Linked DNA regions of Sus scrofa: region 2 is linked to region 1. A link is a contact called in public Hi-C data. All regions are on one chromosome and are shown on one strand. Each heading gives the region's core, a stretch centred on a gene start, on an enhancer-like site or on the middle of the called end of the contact. The rest is flanking DNA. Distances are from core to core; before and after follow the strand shown. Region 1 overlaps LURAP1L (leucine rich adaptor protein 1-like). Region 2 holds the start of LURAP1L (leucine rich adaptor protein 1-like).

What was found. Hi-C and Micro-C count contacts between places; a contact is called where the count stands out from the background.
Region 2: a Hi-C map of liver shows a contact between it and region 1, with 4 times the contacts expected there. The contact joins the promoter of LURAP1L here to the enhancer-like site in region 1. A contact is called at or near these places in 1 of 5 promoter capture datasets (liver) and 8 of 47 Hi-C or Micro-C datasets (adipocytes, embryonic fibroblasts, fibroblasts and 2 more).

What each region holds. Positions count from the first base shown.
Region 1 is chr1:209,623,289-209,630,912 of Sscrofa11.1, forward strand. All of the region lies in intron 1 of LURAP1L (leucine rich adaptor protein 1-like), which reads right to left. All of the region lies in intron 2 of LOC102165237 (a long non-coding RNA gene), which reads left to right. Among named protein-coding and RNA genes, the nearest start is that of LURAP1L, 42 kb to the right of the region's middle. Within about 2 kb of position 3,388, at least 15 of the 83 cell types and tissues checked have an H3K27ac peak or open chromatin away from gene starts, as enhancers often do. A contact at or near this core is called in liver, where this site is marked.
Region 2 is chr1:209,665,879-209,673,709 of Sscrofa11.1, forward strand. It overlaps LURAP1L (leucine rich adaptor protein 1-like), which reads right to left and starts at 3,046. Exons shown (of 2, transcript XM_005660102.3): 1 at 2,008-3,046. The coding sequence starts at 2,328. LOC102165237 (a long non-coding RNA gene) reads left to right here. Exons shown (of 4, transcript XR_001306473.2): 3 at 4,041-4,180; 4 at 5,351-7,831.

The DNA.
Region 1 (7,624 bases), core at 2,138-4,637:
ACTTTTTATGACTATATTGACAAATATAGTGCTAAATAAAATATAGTGCTTTTATTTTTAAGAACTCAACTGTTTTGACAGTCCCTGAATCCAAAAAGGGATCTCCTTCACACAATGAAGTGTACTGATGTTTTCTGATTATTTGCTTCACATGTGTCAAGGGCAGCCCCAGTCAAAACTGGGATATGAGATTCTGGGAAGGTTTTAGAATCTCCCCTAAGTGCCTTTGAGGTGTGTAGTCTTTCTGATATATAATTTTTTTTTTTTTGTCTTTTTTGTCTTTCTAGGGCCATACCCACAGCATATGGAGGTTCCCAGGCTACGGGTCCAATCGGAGCTGTAGCTGCTGGCCTATGCCACAGCCACAGCATTGCCAGATCCAAGCCACATCTGTGACCTACCCCACAGCTCACAGCAATGCTGGATCCTTAATGCATTGAGGAAGGCCAGGGATCAAACCTGCAACCTCATGGTTCCTAGTTGGATTTGTTTCTGCTGCGCCACAACGGAAACTTCATGATAAATTATAAGTTACTTCAGAGAAACCGGTCTTCACAGCCACAAGGCAGAATATCTTTGGAGGTCCTACAGTTCAAAGGGAACAACTACTAACATCAAGAATGTGGTAGTTCTAGATAAGGTGGAGAGAGGTAAGCTGCGGCTGCAAGAACTCTCATGATAGCATTTGTTCTCCTTGGAATTTAAGAGGTAAGTCTCCCAGAAAAATTCCAGTGCCTGAACTGGGAGGCAGGGACAAATTTGGCCAGCAGAGGTCCTAGTCACATTCATTCTGTCTTGAAAGGGATTCCAGTTTTTTCACTTGGGGTCTTTGACCCAAGAGTCTGAGCCTTGCTAATTTTTTCTTTAAGGCCCAGGACTTAATTCAGATTTACGGGTTTCTAGAATTATTAAAGGCACTCTGTCATGAGTGACTCAAGCTACATGGGAGAAAGAAGGCTATTGTCTTCAAAGGCATAGATTCATATTGTAAAAGTATTTCCTGTGTAGGAGTTAATCCATAACTGGAGGCAAACTTTGGATTGAGTGCATGTGATGAACAAATACTGGAGAGATGGAATTTCTACAATGACTTCAAAGATGTAAGATTACAGGTTAAAATAAGTGCATGTGTTTGTGTGTATATATAAATATAAAAATCATGAAGAATAGTTTTAAAGCCCTCAATTTTGCTAGAATATTAAATAAAGTGACTTGGGTGACTACCTTATCTGCCCCTGAGAAATACAATGAAAATGCATAGGGAGTAAACAGTAAAACTACTTCTTGTTGAGGTATTCACAACCAGAAATTATTAAGTCTTAAAGTGCTTTTCTGATTGTGGTGTCATCTCAAAGACTTTCCAATGACGTTGTGTGGGAGAAGGAAGTTTTGGCAGTCCTTTTGTTTAAGTTCAACCCCACACCCCATTAGCCATCAAGATACTGTTCAAGTTACAAGTGATACAACAAATATTTACAAATCACCAACGATTTGCTTACGTGCACTGAGGAGCCTAGAAAATCAATAGGAGCCAAAGTCTTTCTAAATTTTTCAGTTAGGCATGTGCAGCCAATAAAACTTGCTGTGCCCATAATATGCATGTCATCATTTCCCAACAGTTTCCCACATGAACCACAGCTGCCTCTGTTCACATCCCCTCCCATGAAATGTTCTGGCGCATGCCCAACTCTGGGTGTGTTCCCCATTATGCCCCTCACTTGAAATACCTGACTCTCTTCCTCTCCAAATCTGCCTCCCCCATTCTTGAAGTCCTACCTCTTCCATCTACACTGCTTGCTAATTCTAGCCTCTTCTGCTAGCCTGCTTAACCTCTACAGTCCTTTTAATTTGTATCTCACCGTACAGCCAAATTTTGCACTCTTATACAGCTACCTATTATTGTCCTGTAGCTGTTTCTTCAACTAAGCTTCAATTCCTAAGGAAAGAAACCATGTTTTACATTTCTTCCTTCTCTAAAAGTTTGTCTTAAGCACTGATCGATTTTTTTTTCAGAAATTGTCATAATTTTAGAACTATAATAGGACTATTAACAGGATCTGTAAACTTTCAGCTCTTAAGACAAAAATAATACGTATTCCCAGCATCTATATCACTTGGGGGTTAAAACATACTTAGGATAGTTTCTCTCAGCATTTTTTGTCTGAGCTACACAGAGGCTGTATCACATTAAAAAAAAATTCAGTTTTATTGAGCAATATGAATGAGACGGGAGTAGACTCTGAAGTAACAAAGGCTTCCTTTGACCATGAAATGATTTATTTAAATAAAAAAATTCTTTGCTTCTGAAAGCAAACATTCACAGGCCATTGAACCACTGTTGGGGGAAAATATGACGAAAGCACTTCAGTTAGAATGTGTCCATCTGGGTGATCATGATTATAGACTTGACCTTGTCTACTCTGTGTCTCCTGGAGGGGTTGTGAGGGAGAGTAAACACTTCCCACTGTGGGAGCCCTGGGACCTCTGGTTCACACGGCTGCCTGTCCATCACCTGGTGCTCCAGGCCACTTGACACTGCTTTCTCGTGGAACTAAGATGTGGTTGTGCTACTGCTGATGAACCTTCAAAGTATGAAGAGTCCACCACAGGACTAAATCACCATGTGGCATCTGTCTCCTGTAGCCTTTCCTTGCTGTTATGCCTGTCAGTCCTTTTGAAGTCTGGCCAGCTATTCAGAATAAAGTAGCCCTGATCCTTGGGCAGTAAACTGTGTGTTTTTCTCCCTTGATGTCTTATAAGGTCCTATAATGTTGCTTTGAGGATATTGGGAGTTGGGAGGCACTCCTCATGGTCTGAGTTTAAGAGACCTCCTCCCTGGAGAGCCCCTTCCTGATCAGTCAGGGTATCCAACTCCATGCTTAGTTTGACACTATATTTCTAAGTTTTTCTCTTCCTTTCATAATATATACGACTAGTGAAAAGCAATCTGCTTATGATTTATTTATTTATTATTTTCTGTCTACTGCATAAGCATGTAAGCATCGTAGGGTATGGGGCACTTGGTCTGTCCTGTCCTCCACACTGTGCTCAAGACCTACATGAATTCTTGACACATAGTAGGTACACAATCATTGTTTGTCTCATGGCTGCTTGATGCTTCAGGTCAACCATCTATCAGGAATGTCCCTCCCTTGGGTTGTCCTCTGGGTCAATGATATGTGACTTTAGGGAAAGAACAAGGTTGAGGAAAGAACTCTTGAAAGACTGAAGCATTCCCAGCATGAAATCCCATCCCATTCATTCACAGAATCCAAACACTGAGTAACTGGGGCAAGGTTCTTCCCAGCTTAAATGTACAGATCACAAGATAGGATCTCACAAAAGGAAGTGGACTTCATGGGGTGAATCACACTCCAAACATTCTTCTGTTTGTTCCATGGTGATAGCTGGTACTAACCCAGGACAGTTGTTCTGTAAACACTTGGTGAAATGAGTTAAACAAGGGGAACAAACAAATAGGACACTACCAAAAAAAAAGTTTAAAGCCTTGCATCAATGGATCCCAAGAGATGGGAATGGCTTTGCTCTTTTCCTCTTCCCTCTTTTCTACTCTGGCTCTTATAATCATTGCGTTGCATTCCACCTTCATACTTTATAAGTTTCTCATGCTTCAGGGTTGTAGCCTAAACAGGTCTCTGTACTCTAGACTGAACGAAGGCTGAAATTTCAGGTCATATTTAAACAAGCAATGAACTGGGCCTAGGGTAGAACTTGAAATGAGGGGTCTTGAAAGAGCAAATGTTCTTAATAATAAACTTTTTCAGATCTGTTTTGTCCAGACTATGATTTTAACACTGTAAGAATACAAAAGGTCATGAACCAGCTCAATGAAACCCAAGGCAGAAAGTGATCACATTTTCTGTTAAATGGGGACTTGCCAAAAAGTTGACTTCTTTGGTGGTGGTGGGTAAGGAGCTTGGGATAGTGTTCTGGCCTGCCCCTGCCAGCATCTCCTTGTGTGACCTTTGAACAACCATCTGTCAAGAATGCCCCTCCCTTGGGTTGTGATCTGGGTCAGTGATATGTGATTTGGGCAAATACAACTTCCATATATATATAGAAAAATCATGGTGGTTTATTATGAGCTCCAGTGCGCCACAGGCCCCAGTGGCTGTAATAAAACAGGCTGTGAACGAAGACTAATTTCTGCCCAATAATGAAGATTTACTTCAACTGAGGAATCCACCTATCACTTTTGTCTGCTTATTGTATTCAGACTTCATTTAAAATATTATTTGAGGGAATTCCCTTGTGGCCTAGTGGGTTAAGGATCTGACGGCTGAGGCATGGGTTCCATCCTTGGCCTGGGAATTTCTGTAAGCCACAAGTGTGACCAAAAAAAATAAATTTCTAAAAAATTTAAAAATATTACTTGATAAAAAGATGTTGTAGATCAGATTGTCTCAGGATTTCCCTCATTCTAACATAGTCCTTGAGTCTTTGTCATTCCTGTGGCCATTTGAATACTAAATTGTTTCTGCTATAAGAGCATTATGCAAGCTCTCCAGGAGACAGAACAATCAATTTACTGCTCCATCTCCAGCAAATTATTTATCCAGTAAAAACTAAGGGCTGAAGCCAAAAGTTTGATCTCTATGTGAATTTTAATCACCTTATCAGAAATTATGTGGTAATAATAATTTAACTTTTGCCATTTGGGTTTCAGTAAAAATCATGTGTGTGTTCTACTCCAAGATAAACATACATATCATCTTTACTATGTCTATATATTTACTGAAATGCGCACATGAGTTTCTGAATGCATCTGCCAAAAAGGAACATTGGTCACTCAATCTTGTCCTCTTGCTGGCTAGCATAGCACCATGTGCTCATCTCTCTCACAAAGCTCACCCTCACCATTTTTATCCTTTTATTTATGGAAATTGACTAATTAGATAAAAGCAAGTCATCCTCCACTTAATCATTCCTACTGTAAAATCCATAGTTTCATGGCCCAAGTCCCAAATGTTAACAAGCTCTTAGATAAAGTAGAAGAAAGTCTACTTTGCAAGCAAGCCTATAATCATGTACATAGAAGAAATAAACTAGATTAGATCTCCCTTTTAATGTGATGCTCAAACCCTAGTTCTAAGTAGAAGAAAATGATCAGTATCTTTTCAGATTTGCAATTGGTGGAAGGCTTCTTTTCTAGCCATATTTATTTCTAAATATACAAAAAATTTCAAATGTATCTTTATGTACTAAATTAAAGAGTTATCATAAAAGTGCTTAGAATATTTTTCTAGTAGTTTATCCCAGTTTATCTGCAGCTTCCCTTTGTATAACCTCCCTGTATCCAAATTTGCTCCCTCTTCAAATTTACCACATCTTCAATTCGATGAATGCAGAAGATTTTCTACCGACCCATCCTTAAAGTTTCCATCATTTTTATTAATAGCTGTACTTATAAAGCTTTCCTCTAATCTGTTTGAGAGACTGTAAGGATATCATTGTCTTCCTGTAGTCTGGAAAGACAGTGTACAATATGCTTTTGGTTTAGGATGCTTCAGGAGAAGAGCCTGCAGCATTTAGAAGTCAGTGCTATTCTGCCAAAGCTTTCCTCTGCTTGCTTAGTTCAAAATTGACAACTAAATCTGCTTTGAATTGGACAACAGAGGATTCCATTTTTATATCAGTCAGCTTTATCTTCCTCCATTGGTGTTATTTTTCTGTGGAACTGAACAATAACGAAAACAATCCACTCTCTTCCTAAAACCTCATAGAAGAGTAATTTCCCCAAAGACTAAATTATGCACATAAAAACACTATCATCAGCACTGCTGACCAATTAAGCTTGTTTTGATAAAATAAGAAGCTGCATCTGGTTTATCTGAAAAGGGCACATGTCACTCTCCTGAATCTTGAACATAAATTCCTTGAACATAAGACCTGCGCAGGGTCTGCTGGTAAGTCTTCTGATTACCAGAGTAAGACCAAGAGCTTTTCAGCCTCATTCCACTAGATTTTAGGTCCAACTGACAGCTAGAAGTCTGTGATGGCCATTCTTCTTCCATATCCTCCCACGGTGAAAACTGTTTTCATGGGATCTTTCAATATGTATGTGCAAAGTGCAATTCTGGTTAATGTAAGAGACTGTAGATCACCCGAGCTGAAATTCATTTGGGATGATGTAACAAAAATATGGGATCCCCACATGTGGAGCAGAGAAGCTCCCACACACACAACAGAGGCCAGGCAGGAAGTGTTTCCACTAATTTATAATAAATGTTCCTTCTGCATGTGCATTTTTCTAATGTAGAACTTAAAATAGGAGTTTACATGGTCAATGAGGATATGGTAATGTGCCCTTCTGTGATATACGGTGGTGCGGCTTCCACAGGCAGGGAAGGAGAAGGTGTGGTGATGTGCTGGTAAATGTTGAATAGTTGGCTCCCTGAGAAAACTATGTGCACATGCGTGTGCACGCACACACACACAAACACACGTAATAGAAACAGTGCTGATACAAAAGATGTGTAGTACACACTTTACAAATAATATTAAAATATACAGCACCTTTTATGGTCAATTCCATATTCTGTAACTAATTGATTCTCAGATTGCTTTTGTTTATTTCTGCTGAATTCTTGTATGCACAGCAGCTGTGGTTTCTGTTCAACCATAATTTAACAAATAGAATTGATCCCAAGACACTATTTTCTCAATAACGTTTTGTCCTTATATCTGATATGTGATCTATGGTTAAACTCCTTTTCAGTAGTACAAATTATATTCATTAAACTGAAGCCTGTTTCAGCCTCTGCAAGAGATATGTCTGAACTTGACTGGTTTGTCAATGATGGGAGCAATTCTGCTGAGTTGGATAACAGTTTTTGACTGTGTGAAAATATTTCCTGATATTTTAGTGCTATTGATAATGTAATAGCTAAGGACACGGCACACTTTTAAGTTTACTCTGTACTATTATACATTTTCCCTGTCACTATCTTAAGAAAATTCAACAAAATAAAGTTCTGATTTATAGCATTCTCCAATTTCTGTGCTGTAAATACTCCTACCATGACGAATCTCAAGCTACCAACAGGATGTCACTAAACATAAGGTTGGTAAAAGATGCTTAGGCACACAGCATTATGTAGTGTGAAAACGTATAGATACAATAAATGATTTAAATAAACTCAAGAAAATAATTAATAGTAAAATATAGGAGTCCCCGCTATGGGTTAAGAATCTAACTGCAGTGGGTTAAGTATTTACCTGCAGCAGCTCAGTTAGCTGTGGTGGGGGCCATGTTCTATCCAAGGCCCAGTACAGTAGGTTTAAGGAACCGGCATTGATACCGCTGTGGCTTAGATTCAATCCCTGGCCTGGAACATTCCATATGCCATGGGTGTGGCCATAAAAAAAAGTAAAATGTAGTAAAATAATTACAAAAGTGATGATTTGAGTATTTATTATCTTTGTTTTTATATAAATTATTAATTTGTAGGTTTGCATACATACTTCGTGATTAAAAACTAGTACATAAAACTGAAAATTTAACAAAGAGCTCCATTATATTACTGAAGGTACAGAATAGAGGCCTTGCCTAATCTACTGCATTTGGTATAAGTAGATTAGAGACTTTCGTATTTCCCCTTAG
Region 2 (7,831 bases), core at 1,796-4,295, 42 kb after region 1:
TTTCTCATTGGCAGGGAAATATACCTGTTTTCAGATCCTTTCCCTCTAAACTTGCATAGCCAATGTTATCATGTGTTCATTGTCTTTATACCTTTACTAAAGTACAAAGTTGAACATGAAACATCTGTTCTGGCATAAATTCTCCTAGGTTCATAGATAACTGATGCTTTGCATAGAAAATATAATGAACAATCAATTAAAGAATCTGTCCCTGCTGTTGTTGCTGTTTCTGTTTGCTTTTATAAAATGTATTTATTAATATACCATAATCACTCTACACAGCAAGATCTAGTTTGAGGAAACAGATTTTTATAAACTCTATGATATTGTCATTAAGAAAAACAGAGAAGGCTAGAAAGTATCTTTTGCTGAAAATAATTAGATTTATTTTTTAATCTTTCAAAATTTTTTAGCACATTTGCCTTGATATACTAAAATAATAAATGGCAAATGAGTGCAAGACATTAGAGAGACCTAAATAGGCTCCTTGAACTTTTTTAGTATTTTGAGCACCCAGTTAATTACCAGGTATATCTAATAAATGCTTAGTAAATACTTGTTGAATAATATATGTGTAATGAAACATGAGTAGAATAAAATCATTTGCTTTACATATGGTGAATGAGTATACACAGACACGGACCCTATATACATACATAGACCTATGTAAGTCTCTTTATACATATTCACTTTCAACATCTGGTGCATTCCAATTGGCAAAAAAAAATTGATGCTTGAGACATAAAAATTAAAATCCTTTAGTAGACTAGCTTAAAAGATCTTGAAAGAGGTTTTTAGAGCCCTTGTGTAGTTAGTGTGGTAAAAATTCTGAACATAGGCCATGATCTCTGAAGAATGGCTTTTGCACTAATATACTTGCCAACATTACTATATTCTGTGGAATTTATTCCCTCCCAGTCTTCCAAGTGCAGAAAGAGAGGAGCTAGGGAAACATCACTGGTTACTTCTTTTTCATGCAAAGCCCCAGTAGATAGGATTATTTAGTTGAAAAATCCTTTGCACCATCCTCTGGGGGACTGAGGGCCCTACTGTAACTTTCCTCCTTTTCTAAACTGGTGGAAAATGCTGTTGTTTTGAGGTCATTCTCTTTTAAAGATTTAAGGAGAAATCATTTCCTCCAACCAGTTCATTGTAGGAATAAAGGAAGTCCAGAGAAGTTAAATGACTTGCCCAAGACTTCAGGGCAAGTAAATAAGTGTGCTCCTCTAAGTACATCCGGAATAACAAGTCTTCTCAAATCTTTACTAGTTCTATTGTCCTATCCTTAGGCTAACGTTTGCAAACAGCACAGAAAACAATTGCAAATTGAGGACTGAGGGGGAAGGGTAGGAAGTGGTAATTAGCAAATCCCTAGGCCTGGGGATCACCTGCTCTTTGGGATCCAAACATTGAAACAAGCTATTCATAAGAGCATCAAGGACGAGTGGGCCATTGTTTTCAGAACCAGCTGTGAAGAATCAGCTCCACAGTGCCCTAGGAAGGCTAGGCTGCAGCACCAAGGGGCGGGGCCTTAGTGGGGAAAGAGGAGTGAGCCAGGAAGAAGGGCTGCAGGGACCTCACCGCGCCACCTCTCGGCAAACCAGGAAGTATTTTTTCAGTAAGTGCAATGGACCGAGCCACCTTTTGAACCGAAAGTGTAAATGGGACAGCAGGCCGCAGATGGGTGCAATAACCGCAGACCGCTTGGGCTTGTGTCTGGGAGGCTGCGGACTGGCAGCTAAATGGTAAGCGTCTGAACAGCCAGTTGGCGTCAGAAAGTACAGAAAAGGGCAGGCTCTGCTGTCCTCACAACCGTCACCGAACGAAGTCCCCGGTAAACAAGCCTCCCAGAAGCAGCCTCCAGGCTCACACCGGCTGCGCGCTCCTCGACCCGGCGTTTCCCACACACCCAGAGCTCAGCTCGGCCACCCCAGCCGCCCTCTATCACCTGCTCCCTGCCCCATTTTCCTCCGGCTCCCACTCCCACAGCTGGCATGCCATACTCACCATCTCTTGCCGGAGGAGGTGAAGCTTGGTTTCCAGCCTCTCCAGGGCACTACTGGAGTGGCTACGTCGTGGGGAGATAGAGGTTGGGGAGGACGAAGAAGAGGATGACAAGGAGAGTGGGAAACTGCAGCTGCTGCTGCTGCTGCTACTCATGCAGCCGCCTCCACCGCTGCTGCTGTTGCTGCTCCCCCCGCGGGGGTCTCTGTCCCTTTCCTGGGAAACCGACTCCTCCCCACGGAGCGAGCGCACTAGGCTCTCAGGTACTTTACGCCCCAGCTTCAGCTCAATGTCTCTGAGGTCGGGCAGTGGGCCGTCTTCCATGACTTCTCAAGAACGATGAAAATGGTAATAAAAGGCTGCGGATGAGAGGCAGCAGTAGCCTCCAAGGTTGCCTGGAGCTCAGCGCACCCCTCTGGAGCCCGGATCTCTATCCTTGAAAGATCGAGTGCACCGTCTGCTCCATAACCGCCAGGGCGATATCAGCCCTGAAATCCACACAGGACGCAGCGGGTGGCAGCCGCAGTTCCCTGGGCGCTGTGACTCCCCCGACACTTACTGAGATTATAGAACCCACTTCATCTTCTTCTTTTTTGGCCACCCCACTGCCAAGTTGAGTTAATTGATATTACAGAGAGGAGGAAATTGCAAGTACTATAGACCAAAAAGAGAGGGAAATAAAGTCTGCTTTAGCTCTGCGGGGCGGGGGAAATTCACATTATGAAAGTGTCCGTTCACATCCCATCGCTATTCACCAACTGCCCATCTGGTACCATGCGACACAAAATAATGATGTGGCCACACTCCAGGGTCGTTTCATTTTCCAGCCATATGTCTCCAAGCTTTCAGAATATCCTGGATTGTCTGAGATAATTTCTGGTCAGCGGTAGAGAAGGTCGGTCGTGTGCATAGACGCATAAAAAAAAGAGAGAGTTCGTTTAACAGAAGTTTAACGGCTTCCTCGATGCAGCAGAAATATCCTTCTTCCCATTTAGGCTGTTTGATCCAAATCATTGTGTTCCTCCAAGCCTCGGAAACTTTAAACTCGGCTGGCAGGTGGACCAAACCCGGACCAACCCTTGTACCGTATAACACAGACAAGAAGAGCAAGAGAAAATTTCCTACCCCTGCTACTGGAAGTAGTTTCAATGTCCTGTTTTAGTTCTGAGTACCTAACACGGGAATTAGATTTTTAGTTTTGCCGGAGAAATTGCGTGGTGGCCACAACTTTTAAAAAGGGTAACAAATATTAGAGGCAGAATAATGATTTTTAGATGTAGTGTCATTCCCCATCCTCCTTCTTTCTATATGGCAAAATTTTAACTTTAGAAGGCTTTCCTAATAATTCTATACTAGAATAAACTGTAATCATTTCACCAAAAGTTCAGTGAGAATGTACAACAGAAGTTATTTGTCTTCCTGATGTTATGGTATGTCTCCTCAAGCAGATGTGAAAAGTTAAATAGAATAATCTATATGACTACAGAGGATAGTTATGGATTTTAAAAAGAGGAATTTGCTGAGATATTTTTACCTTAATTATGTCAGAGAAATATTGGATATAACTAGAGAAAGTTGTTTTTGCTAATTTATCTATATTGTTCAACTATTTAGAAGAAATCTGAAGCATGCCATCAATTCATCTATTGATACTTCTACCGAGTAAGTTGTTATCAGCTATATGGATTATAGGTTTGATTCAACATTGAATTTGTGTTGATAATCTTCAAGTAGAGGATGCTATTTTCAATCCAATAAACTCTAATGTTTTGGGTTGCATTAGAATATTTCAATATGTAGGCCCCTCTCTTTCAGTGACAAATAAGTATTTGTGTTCTTAGTCCTTCCCAGAGATATCACTCAGGTGATAAGCATATAGGCATATACATCTCAGAGACTGTTTTTAGCAGAGATTCATCCAGGAAGCCTAAAGATAAGAAACAAGCCTTCTGAAAGAAATATTTCATGTTAGGGAAAGTTGCTCAGGTTCTCTTGCCAATGTGTCAGAAATTGTGTGTTCTTTTTTTTTTTTTAAGAAGTGAGGAAGTTGTAAATTAAGTGGCCCATTTTGAGTTGGAACAACCACTTATGGAATCAAAGGAGAACAAGACTAAATCTCAGCTCACTGATAAAACTACATGCTTTGTCCTAAGTTGGAAAATCACAAGCTCATTGGGTAAGAACTGCACTGTGACATGTAATTATGGAAAGCTTGTATTATAGTAAAGGACAGGTTTTTTGGTGTGTTTATTTATTTATTTATTTATTTTGTTATAAAGCCCTTACAAAGTTCAGCAGAGGGCTGACTGAGCAGAGTAGCATACAAATGGAGTAGCCAGCTTGAACTTGGTCCTTCAAAATAGTTTATTATCCAATTATCATCAATGTAACTGTACGAAAAAGAACACCTTTGTTGTGAGTCACAGACAGGAAACTTTGTATTTGCTACTTAAGACAAGTCAAAAATAGAAAACTTGTTTTTTTCATTTTAGGTTTCTGCTTAGAAAATTCCTCTGAAAATAAAGATATGGCATATATTCTAAATTAGTACTTTGTGCCAGTGCAATGTAAAGCAAACAAACTTTTTAAAGAAAAACTTAGTTATGTTAAGCATTTTAAAATTTCTCAACTTAATACTTAATGATATTTTAAAGTAGACTTGTTTTGAATGCCAAAATGATAATTTTTAAAACATATTAGAATCAATCATAGTACTCTTATAGATTGTGTTAGCTCTTTCATTACTGCTTTATGTAGTCTGATCTAAGGATTACCCAAAATTTTCAATAATGAAGTTCTTTTTTACTTTCAGGTATTGAGAGTAGGTTTTTGTTTGTTCCTAAGATTTTTCTATGATAAAAAAAAAAAATGTGTTGGAGATTTAACTAGTTGCTGTTAGACTTGTATTCCATATTGATTGGGGATTAGTTGATAAGAACTGCAGTGATGGGTCTAAGATGGGAGCCTGGGGATGCAGTGAGGTCATCAAAAATAAGAGAGTACAAAGGGAGAAGAGAGAAAGAAACAGGAAGGAAAAACTCCTCAAATCTTTTTTTTTATATTCCTCTGATCCCTCCCTCTTAGCAGCGCTCCTTTCCTGATTCTACTTTCCTTGTCTGTTTCCAACCATTTCTTGTTTCCTCTATTGATAGCATCTCCCAGCAACAACCTCAAGTCAGGGTGTTTCCAGATGTGTAATATATTGAAAAGTAAAATCATAAAAGTAGTTCCTATATTATTTGTGTTTGTGATATAACTTTTTAGACCCAGATTACTTTATTACATATGTCCTTTTCTAACCACCTTATATATAAACCACCTTATGCATGAACTATTTTCCATTTAGCATGCCTAAGGAATCTAAGAGGAGTATTAAACTAAGGAGAACTTCAAGTGACTGAGTTTCTTCTCAGCTGGATTGTGTTCACAGAGAAGGAAAGAGAGCCTCTGACTTACCATTACAGAAAACAACAACAAACCTAGTAGCTACTGAAACGGAAGCATTGTTGGACTCAGATGACAGGTTTTAAAAGAATGCTGCAGTCACAGAAACAGAATGATGTGATGCGTATTTCATACATTGCACCCTTAGAACACTTCTTGTTATGAGACCGTGTTTAGAGCAAAGGTAGACTCAACAAGACTTTGTACAGTGTGAGTAATGCCACTCCTTAAGCTTCTGCTGGCATCACGGTGAAAAGAAAAATAAAAGGCCTTTTACCTTCTCTCTGGCACTGATTGAAAGTCTGCAGCAGTCTCAATCCTTGCTGGCACAGAGTTCAAGGACTAGGGCAACATCTCTAACCTGAGACTCCCCTCCCCATAGTGCAGAATAATATCCAGCAGTGAATAGCCTCATATTCCCTTTAAGAATTTTTAGACAGTAATTATTTAATAGGTATCAGGTTCTTTAATCCTTGTTTTCAATGTGTAGAGGTGCTGTTCCTATAATACTTTTGTTCAGATGATGACATGATTAACAAAGAAGATGTCATAGCAAAACTAAAGATTGTTGATTCTGTCCATACATAAAATAGTATCTACCTATTTTATATACCTATTAAAGCTAAAAAAATTTTTCCCTTCCTGTTTATAGAGTCATTTAAATCACCTATAATTTTGTAACTGGGTTGAAACTGTTTTTACTAAGTAAAATCATCTGGTTTATTACCAACTAGAACAACCTATACATGTGTTTCCTATATATATTCCCCATATGTCTGTCTGTCTGTCTATCTATCTCCATCTCTCTCTAACGAGCACAGATCCTTTAAATAGTACTCTGATTGGAGTCTAATTAATATTTATAATCAGAGCTAAACACTTGCCTGACAGATTTACTAGACAATACTAAAAGTAGGTCACCAGCATCTAAGTCTGCCTTATCCCCCCTTCATAATCCCTGTCAAATCTCTCTGCCTTCATTGTTTGTAATAGTCCTTTATTTCTTTTTACTCACTCTCCTGAGCTCTGAATTCCTACTGAAAGGTGCATAGCAGGGCCCAGAAAAGAAATATCTTTAATAAAACTAACCTTAGCCTGTCCCTCTGTAGCCACCCTAGTTCAGTTTATAAAATGGACTTAAAAGGTTATTTCAATAAAGTGATGGTAAATGTTTACAATTAGTTCTTTGAAAATATAAAAATAACTGGCATGTAGCTTTTGACAGTTTTCATGGTGTAAGTATTCCTAACATAGCTGATTTCAAACTAGCAGCATGACTTGAAAATGCCCAAAAATGGGCAGCAGCACATTTTCCCCCAGCTATTTCCTAAAATTGACATAAATATCCTCAAGAGCATAGAATGTAGTAAAACATGATCAAATAATAAGGAAATGATGAGTTTTGATATGCATTACATTTGTTTCAGTATAACAACTAATTTGAAGCTTATACAATGTAATTTTTAACATAATGTCTCCCAGAGTTCCTAAAAATTTAACACTTGACTGTTGCAAGTTGGCATGGGCTGGCTCCCAGTGTACCTCTGTTTCATAAAATACTGAAGAATGATCATTAACTATAGTTAAGACAGGAAATAAAAACTCAAAGCTGGAGAAAGCAGTGCAGTTTTAAGTCTGAGAGTTGAGTGAAGTGCTCACTGGGCAAATGAGTCCCAAAGTCAGAGCAGGAAGATTAAGGATCACATAAAACTCTATGTTTCCCATGGGTGCCATACAAACTACCACAAGTGGATTGGCTTAAAACAAAAGAAATTTGTTGTCTTAGGGTTCTGGAGATGACAAGTCCAAAATCAAGATGTTGATGGGGCCATGCTCCCTCTGGAGGCTTTAGAGAATGATCCTTCCTTGCCTCTTAGCTTCTGGTGCCCCAGACATTCCAGTCTCTGCCTCCATCATCCATGTGCCTGCCTTCCCTCTGTGTCTGTGCCCAAATTTCTCTCTTCTTATAGGGACACCTGTCATTTGGGATTAAGGACCCACCCTTCTCTCATACATTTTAACGTAGCAAATTAATACTGTGACAACCACATCCCCAAATAAAGTCAAGGTACAGTAGGGTTAGGATTTCAACATACCTCTTTGGGGGACGCAAATTAACCCATAACACTGGGATGGCATCTGGTCTTAAAGGTTCACTTCAGACATGAGGCTGTGAATAATGTGAAAGAACTGGAAACTTCTTTTTATTTGGTCCTTTTTATATTTGGCAGTGAGGTGTGGAGGTTGCCTTGTAAGTTTAAGGCTACAGAAAAGAAATAGTTAATAGACTCTTTCCTAGTCTGAAAGAGAGAAAAATGTATTAAAAATGACAGGCTAGTTTATCCCTTTTTAAGAAATCATCCATGAGTTGGATAATAATAGC